2 separate regions of the Rattus norvegicus genome follow, and region 2 is linked to region 1. A link is a contact called in public HiChIP or PLAC-seq data. All regions are on one chromosome and are shown on one strand. Each heading gives the region's core, a stretch centred on a gene start, on an enhancer-like site or on the middle of the called end of the contact. The rest is flanking DNA. Distances are from core to core; before and after follow the strand shown.

Region 1 (3,140 bases), core at 253-2,752:
GCTTCAGGAGATTCCTTTGCCAACAACTGCACTCATGTGCACACACCCAATGCACATACCCACACATGCATACACATAATCTTTTTGTAGATCTTGAGGAAGAAAAATTTTACCTGTCTGGAAATATGGCTCCAAAGATAAGACCACCTGCTCTTGTAGAGGACCACAGTTTTTTGGTTTTTTTTTTTTTTTTTGGTTTTTTTTTTGTTGTTGTTGTTGTTTTTGGTTCTTTTTTTTCGGAGCTGGGGACCGAACCCAGGGCCTTGCGCTTCCTAGGCAAGCGCTCTACCACTGAGCTAAATCCCCAACCCCAGGACCACAGTTTTATTCCCAGTTCCCACTGGCATTTCACAGTGTCTGTAACTTCAGTTCCAGGATCTAACATCTTCTTCTGGATGCCCTGGGTACCAGGCACACAAGTGGTACAAAGACATACTTGGAAACACACACACACACACACACACACACACACACACACACACACACACACACAGAGCAGGGGGGTAAGGGAGGGAGAAAGAGACAGAGAGAAGGGGGAGTGAGAGAGAGAGAGAATAAAAAACAAGTCTTTTAAAAAGTCTTTAAAATTCGGTCCCCAGCTCCAAAAATAGAACCAAAAAAAAAAAAAAAAAATCTTTAAAAGGGGCTGGAGAGATGGCTCAGTGGTTAAGAGCACCGACTGCTCTTCCTAGAGGTCCTGAGTTCAATTCCCAGCAACCACATGGTGGCTCACAACCATCTGTAATGGGATCCTGTGCCTTCTTCTGGTGTGTCTAAAGACAGCTACAGGGTACTCAAACAAAATAAAACAAATCTTTTAAAAAATGCTTCAAAAACTAGCCTATGTAAACGAGTTTGGTGTCCTCTTGTGCATTGTGTAAGGCTGTTATAGTCACCCATGGGGCAGCGGCCATACCCTATCTACCTGCCACCAATTGCGGTGTCATGTATTCTATGCTGTAGGTAAAGAGGAGGAATGTCTTCCTCTCCCTGTAGGACAAGGATGGATCAATTGCTTCCAATCATTGGAATCCACTGGGGTAGGACGCTGAAATGGGTTACAAAGCCTGGATTCTCCTCCTCTCTAGAAGCCTGCACTTTTTCTCATCAACCTTTTTCAAATTGTGTGAAGACTGGAACCTTAAACAGCGTAACTAAGTGACCACGCACAAACTGTAGGGTTTTTGCTCTGAGTGGACCCGCCTCCTCCGCGTCTGCTATTTCACTTTGGCGCCATCTGGCGCCCATTAAGCAAACAACGTCACATTAGGCTTCTGTTCTGTCTCTTTCCCAGATTGATTTCGTACCTTTCCCTTTAAGAGTTTCGCCTGGGCGAAAGAACTCGAGGGCACCGAAAATACACTTGAAACTCCCTTCAGATTGGTCTAGGCCGGAGAAGAGGCGGTGCGTAGCAAAAATCCGTCTATATGATTGGGTCCCCCTCCGGCTCCGCCCCGGGGACGCAACAGAGAAACCGTGATTGGTCGGAACCCTAGAGGCGGCTCTGAACGTGGCGCGGAGTTTGCTCCCGCGCGGCTGGGACTGGTGGGCGGAATGTCCCAAGCTGGTACCGGTGTGTGCGGTAATGGGGGGCAAGAAGACTCTGCTGCTGCCGGCCCGTTCAGCTTCAGCCCAGAGCCCACGCTTGAGGACATGTAAGCAGTCCTTGTCCAGCCTCGGTTGGAGATACTGACCTTTTTGTTGTAGTGGGGAGGGTCCCTCCACGTGGTCCACAAGAAGAACAACATACCCATGTCCACCCAGGCCCTCCTGGCAGTTCTTTGGAGAGCCCAGCCAAACCTTATGTGTACAGTGCGCACTTGAAGCCAGGGAAATTGGGTGACGCCCCTGGGCATGTTAGTACCAATTTTTAGTACAACCTTGGAGAGGTTACAGAGGTCGGATAGTACCTCTGCACCCTAGGAGTGATGGGCAGTTGAACAGGGGAAGCTGAAGCATAGAAATGTTTTATTTTTTTTTTTTCCTTGCAGAATGTCAAGGAAGGCCTCAGTGGGCAATGTCTCAAAATTACATCCTGTGATTTAGTTAGACCTAGGTGTGCGGGAATAGGGGCGTTAAGGTTGAGTACCAGAAGAACTAGCAGTAAAAAAAAAAATGGAATAATAAAGGGTGTTGTTGCTAAATTTGACTTGAGGGTAAAATCTGTACAGGGGCACGTTTATTTCCTGACAATAAGAAAGTCTTATTAAAAGGTAGAAACTTGGGGCTGGAGAGATGGCTCAGTGGTTAAGAGCACTGGTTGCTCTTCCAGAGGTCCTGAGTTCATTTCCCAGCACCCACATGGTGGCTCACAACCATCTGCAATGGGATCCGATGTCCTCTCCTGGTGTGTCTGAAGACAGCTACAGTGCACTCACATAAAATACATAAATCTTTAAAAAAAAAAAAAAGGTAGTAACTTAAGGACATCCAAGAAATCGACTGTTAAAATTCCTAGGCCTGTGTCCTTATAGGTGTATGCTGGGTACCTGCATCTTGTCCTCTAACCCTGAGACTTGAACCTCCACTCCTTTATTTCAGCCGACGCCTCCATGCAGAGTTTGCTGCTGAGCGGGACTGGGAACAGTTCCACCAGCCTCGGAACCTGCTCCTAGCCTTGGTGGGAGAAGTGGGCGAGCTGGCAGAACTCTTGTGAGTAGATGGGAGGCTTCCTGGAAGAGGCTGTTTTGGGGGTGGAGAGAGAATGTATTTGAGCCTCAAAAACTGGGGTTTGTTTTATTTTCCTTACAGCTGTATTCTGTGCTGCTGCTGAAGTCACAAGGGCCACAGTCCCTGTAGGGTGCCAGGAAGTTTCCAGGGAGAGAATGAAAGTGTAGAACAGTGAGGTAGACTGAGGTCTAAGAACAGTCAGCAGGGCTGTAGTGGTGCAGCATGAGTCAGGCAGGCAGTGGATATGTAAGTTTGAGGCCAGCCTGCTCTACAGCGGATTTCAAGATGCTGGGGCTATGCAGAGAAACCCTGTCTCAAAGGAAAAAGAGTGAGTGTGTGTGTGTTGGGGGTGGCAGACAGTTGTCACAAGCATTTTACCTCTGTGTAGAGCTGAAATAAGGAATTTTAAAAGGTAGCCTGCCAGACAGGGAACTTCCTTTGCAGAGGCAGTGGGGCTGCTGAGATTTCTC
Region 2 (3,160 bases), core at 120-2,619, 210 kb before region 1:
ATTTAAAGAGGTCTACGCCTCTTGTAGCCTTGAAAGGTGCAAGGGGGCGGAGCCTGCCTTCCAAAGTCCCGGATGTGAGGCAACGGTGACGGATAGAGCTTCTCTCTCTGTCCTCCGACATAAAAGACTCTTCCTCCTTTCCTCCGTTCCTAACTGGCTTGTATATAGAAGGATCCGGAAAGGCCGCTGGGCAGCGAGGAACTCCACCGTATCCTCCTGTTGTCTTCTTGGGAGTCTTCGGCCTCTTCCCCACCAGAACTTCCCTGCCCCTCCTCCCTCTTCCTTCTCAGCCAACGCCTCCTTCCTCTCTCCGCCTCCTTCCCCCCCCCTCCGAGACTCAGGCGTTTATAGGTTGGCAAGTATACGTCAATGCAAAGGGCGGAGTCAAAGTCGCGGAAGTGCCGGATGTAACCGCCTTCAAATCTTGGATTGGGTTGTCAGGTTAGCCCCGCCCTCCCCAGGTCTTGTGACTGGACTGGTCCGAACTAGGTGTTTGGAGTGATCCCTTAGGCCACCCGCCTCTTCCTGCTCTTCGTTTATTGGCCATCTACTGACGGCGACAGGCGAGGCACTGGGAGGTGGTGCCTGGAGTAAGAGGAGGCGGACCACTGGTAGGCGTTAGGCTGTCCTAGGTGCGCTTCTGTGATGTGTAGGGTCTGCCTTTTGCCAGTTGGTATTTTGCGCAAGCGCAGGGCGCTAACGCCTTCTGCCCATCTTTGGGCGGATTGGTCAACGGTAGCGTCGGAGCATACCTAGTCAGCGGTAGGGCGGAGACCAAGCTCTTGTTCCTGCGGGGTTGGAGCGGTGGCCTTCACTTCCAGTGCTCAACAATAATAAACACTTTGCACTCGAGTGCGGATTACTCTCTCGCATTAATTCATTTGGTAATGAGTTCCGAGGTAAATATTTGCTATTCGATCCATTTTACTAAGGGTATCTGCTGTCAAACTGCCAGGATTCTAACTCCAGAGTGAAGGGCCTAGCCACTGTGCTACCTTCTGCAGCGCTTACGTTATACCGCTCTGATCTCTGATTTTTTAAAATGTATTATTATTGTGTAGGCATGAAATATGTGGAGGTGCGAGTGCCATTACATGCATGCTGAGACCAGAGGACAACTTTGTGGCGTTTTCAACATTTTCCTGGGTGTTGGGGATCGACTTCTGGTTACTATGCTCATCAGCTGAGCCACCTCACAGTCCCTGGCTGTTAATGTGGATGTTTCCTTGACAAACCTTGTTTTCTGGTTTATATAATAAGGTGATAAAATTCCCTAATAGGGCTTATGCTGGTCAAATATCTATGATAGATTGTCCTAAGTGGGTGATTACGGCATTTGGGAAGAATTAAAGACCATCTTGATCAAGGCCTTAATCTGGTCCAAAGCCTTTTACTTTCTATGATATAAATGAGTTGTGTATCCTTGGCATACCCGTATCACCCCATAAAAGAGTTCCCAAGAGTGTTATCTCTGAATTAGGGATGTAGCTCAGAGATAGTATATACAAGATTCTAGGTTTGATCCCCCAGCACTGCCAGGAGATGAGAGTGGGGTGGGCAATCTCCAGTGACCACTCCATTTCCTTTTTTTGCAACCCTTTTTTCTGATACTGCCCCCCACCTCTACTCCTTGGGTGAACAACATAAAAACATCAGCTAGTATAACTAATTGATCTCAAACTCTGCTGGAGACACAAAGGAGTCAGAAACATATATTGAAAACTTTATAGAAATATAGAGAAAAAAATACAATTGATTCAGAGATTTCTCCCCTCCCTAAAGGACGGATGGACAAACAGTTGGAGCTCCTAGAGGTGACAAGGGTGTTCCCTGTCTATCTCCTCCTCTAGGAGCAAGGCATCTAGCTCCTTCAGTCGTTCTTGCAGTAGAGATCCCACATCCTGGCTGGGTGCCAGATTGGGAGTAAGGGTTCTGCTGGCTGCAGTTCGGACCCCTCGTGATGGTCGCCGGGATCGAGGAAGGCTACTGTCCCGAAACTCTACTGCCCTTCGGAGCTTCCTAGAGCTGGTAAAAATCAGAGTTCCATTGCGCTCCTGTGGTTCCTCAAAGATGGTCTCAAAGGTCCTGGGTCAGGCAGAGAGAATCGATCTTTAGCAGGATTCTCCTCCCTGGTTCAAACAGCCCTCTCCTGCCCTCAGACCTTCCAAGTTCCTCACCTTCTGGCTGTGGGTGATTGGTAATTCTTATTGGTATAAATTTCTTCCAATGTGAACTCCTTCTTATTCAACCTGGAAACAGAGCAAAGGCACTGACTGGAAAGGCATAGGCAATACCTATGGGCTGATGAGAATTTTGGTTTCTGGGCCAGTCAGAAATGATAGTTGAAGTTCTAAGCACAAGCCATGTCCATGCCAAATTTAATCTTCCAGGTTCCTATGCTTCCTGAGAGGAGATAAAGCTATACTTCAGGAATGGGAATATTACCTGGTTGGTCAAGGGAGCTTCCTTCTATCTGAGCCTCTTACCTGATTGGTCGAGGCAGCCCCATTGGTGTAAGGTTTGGTTGTAGACGGACAGGTGTCCTCCGTATTCTGAATCTAGAAACCTTCCCCAGGGTCTGCAAAAATTGGGCAGAGGGTGAAAGAAAGGCATGGGCTGAGGCCTCAGCTGGCTCCTGTATCTATTCATTCATTACCTTCTTCTCTGGATCAGAAACCACCTTGTCTTTCGTCGCTCTTAACTCCTTCCCCTTTGTTGAACCTAATCTGTAGAGATGGTTAATAGTCAGGACAAGGGAATGCACAGCAACACACCTGTCTTCTGTCAGTGACTACTGAGCAAGGAGGCCAGGCTCAGCCTGAGGCCAGACTTCCAGAGGGGCTATTAAGAGCACTACCTGGGTTCGGCTGGCTCGCAGAAGAAGGAAGCAGAGGCATTGGCTGAACAAGATGTAGCAAGAGAAGGTGAGACTCCCACTCCTCCAAGAGGGAAGACCTCTTTCCGGAGACAGGGCCGAGGAGGTGGTGGGGTCCGGGCCATCTCCCCACAACCCACAGTATGTCTCCGAGGCCTGGACTGGCTTGACTGGGCTGGAACAGGAGGCCAGCTACCTGGGTCAGGGGGCCCTAGATCAGGGCAGGAATAGCTTCGTCCCAGAGGTAACTTAGGGACAGGTGCTGGGGAATTGCACTGAGTCCGC

What was found. HiChIP or PLAC-seq counts read pairs in DNA pulled down with a chosen protein or histone mark.
Region 2: a contact with region 1 is called in an H3K27ac HiChIP or PLAC-seq map of oligodendrocytes, with 7 times the contacts expected there. The contact joins the promoter of Fbrs here to the promoter of Dctpp1 in region 1. A contact is called at or near these places in 3 of 12 Hi-C or Micro-C datasets (Schwann cells, frontal cortex and liver) and 1 of 1 datasets of contacts at active chromatin or transcription factors (oligodendrocytes).

What each region holds. Positions count from the first base shown.
Region 1 is chr1:191,309,688-191,312,827 of GRCr8, reverse strand. It overlaps Dctpp1 (dCTP pyrophosphatase 1), which reads left to right and starts at 1,502. Exons shown (of 3, transcript NM_138892.1): 1 at 1,502-1,655; 2 at 2,542-2,652. The coding sequence starts at 1,555.
Region 2 is chr1:191,518,357-191,521,516 of GRCr8, reverse strand. Fbrs (fibrosin) reads right to left here and starts at 1,369. Exons shown (of 17, transcript XM_006230374.4): 1 at 1-1,369. Prr14 (proline rich 14) reads right to left here. Exons shown (of 12, transcript NM_001401701.1): 8 at 2,858-3,160; 9 at 2,657-2,726; 10 at 2,487-2,578; 11 at 2,178-2,249; 12 at 1,712-2,085. The coding sequence ends at 1,809.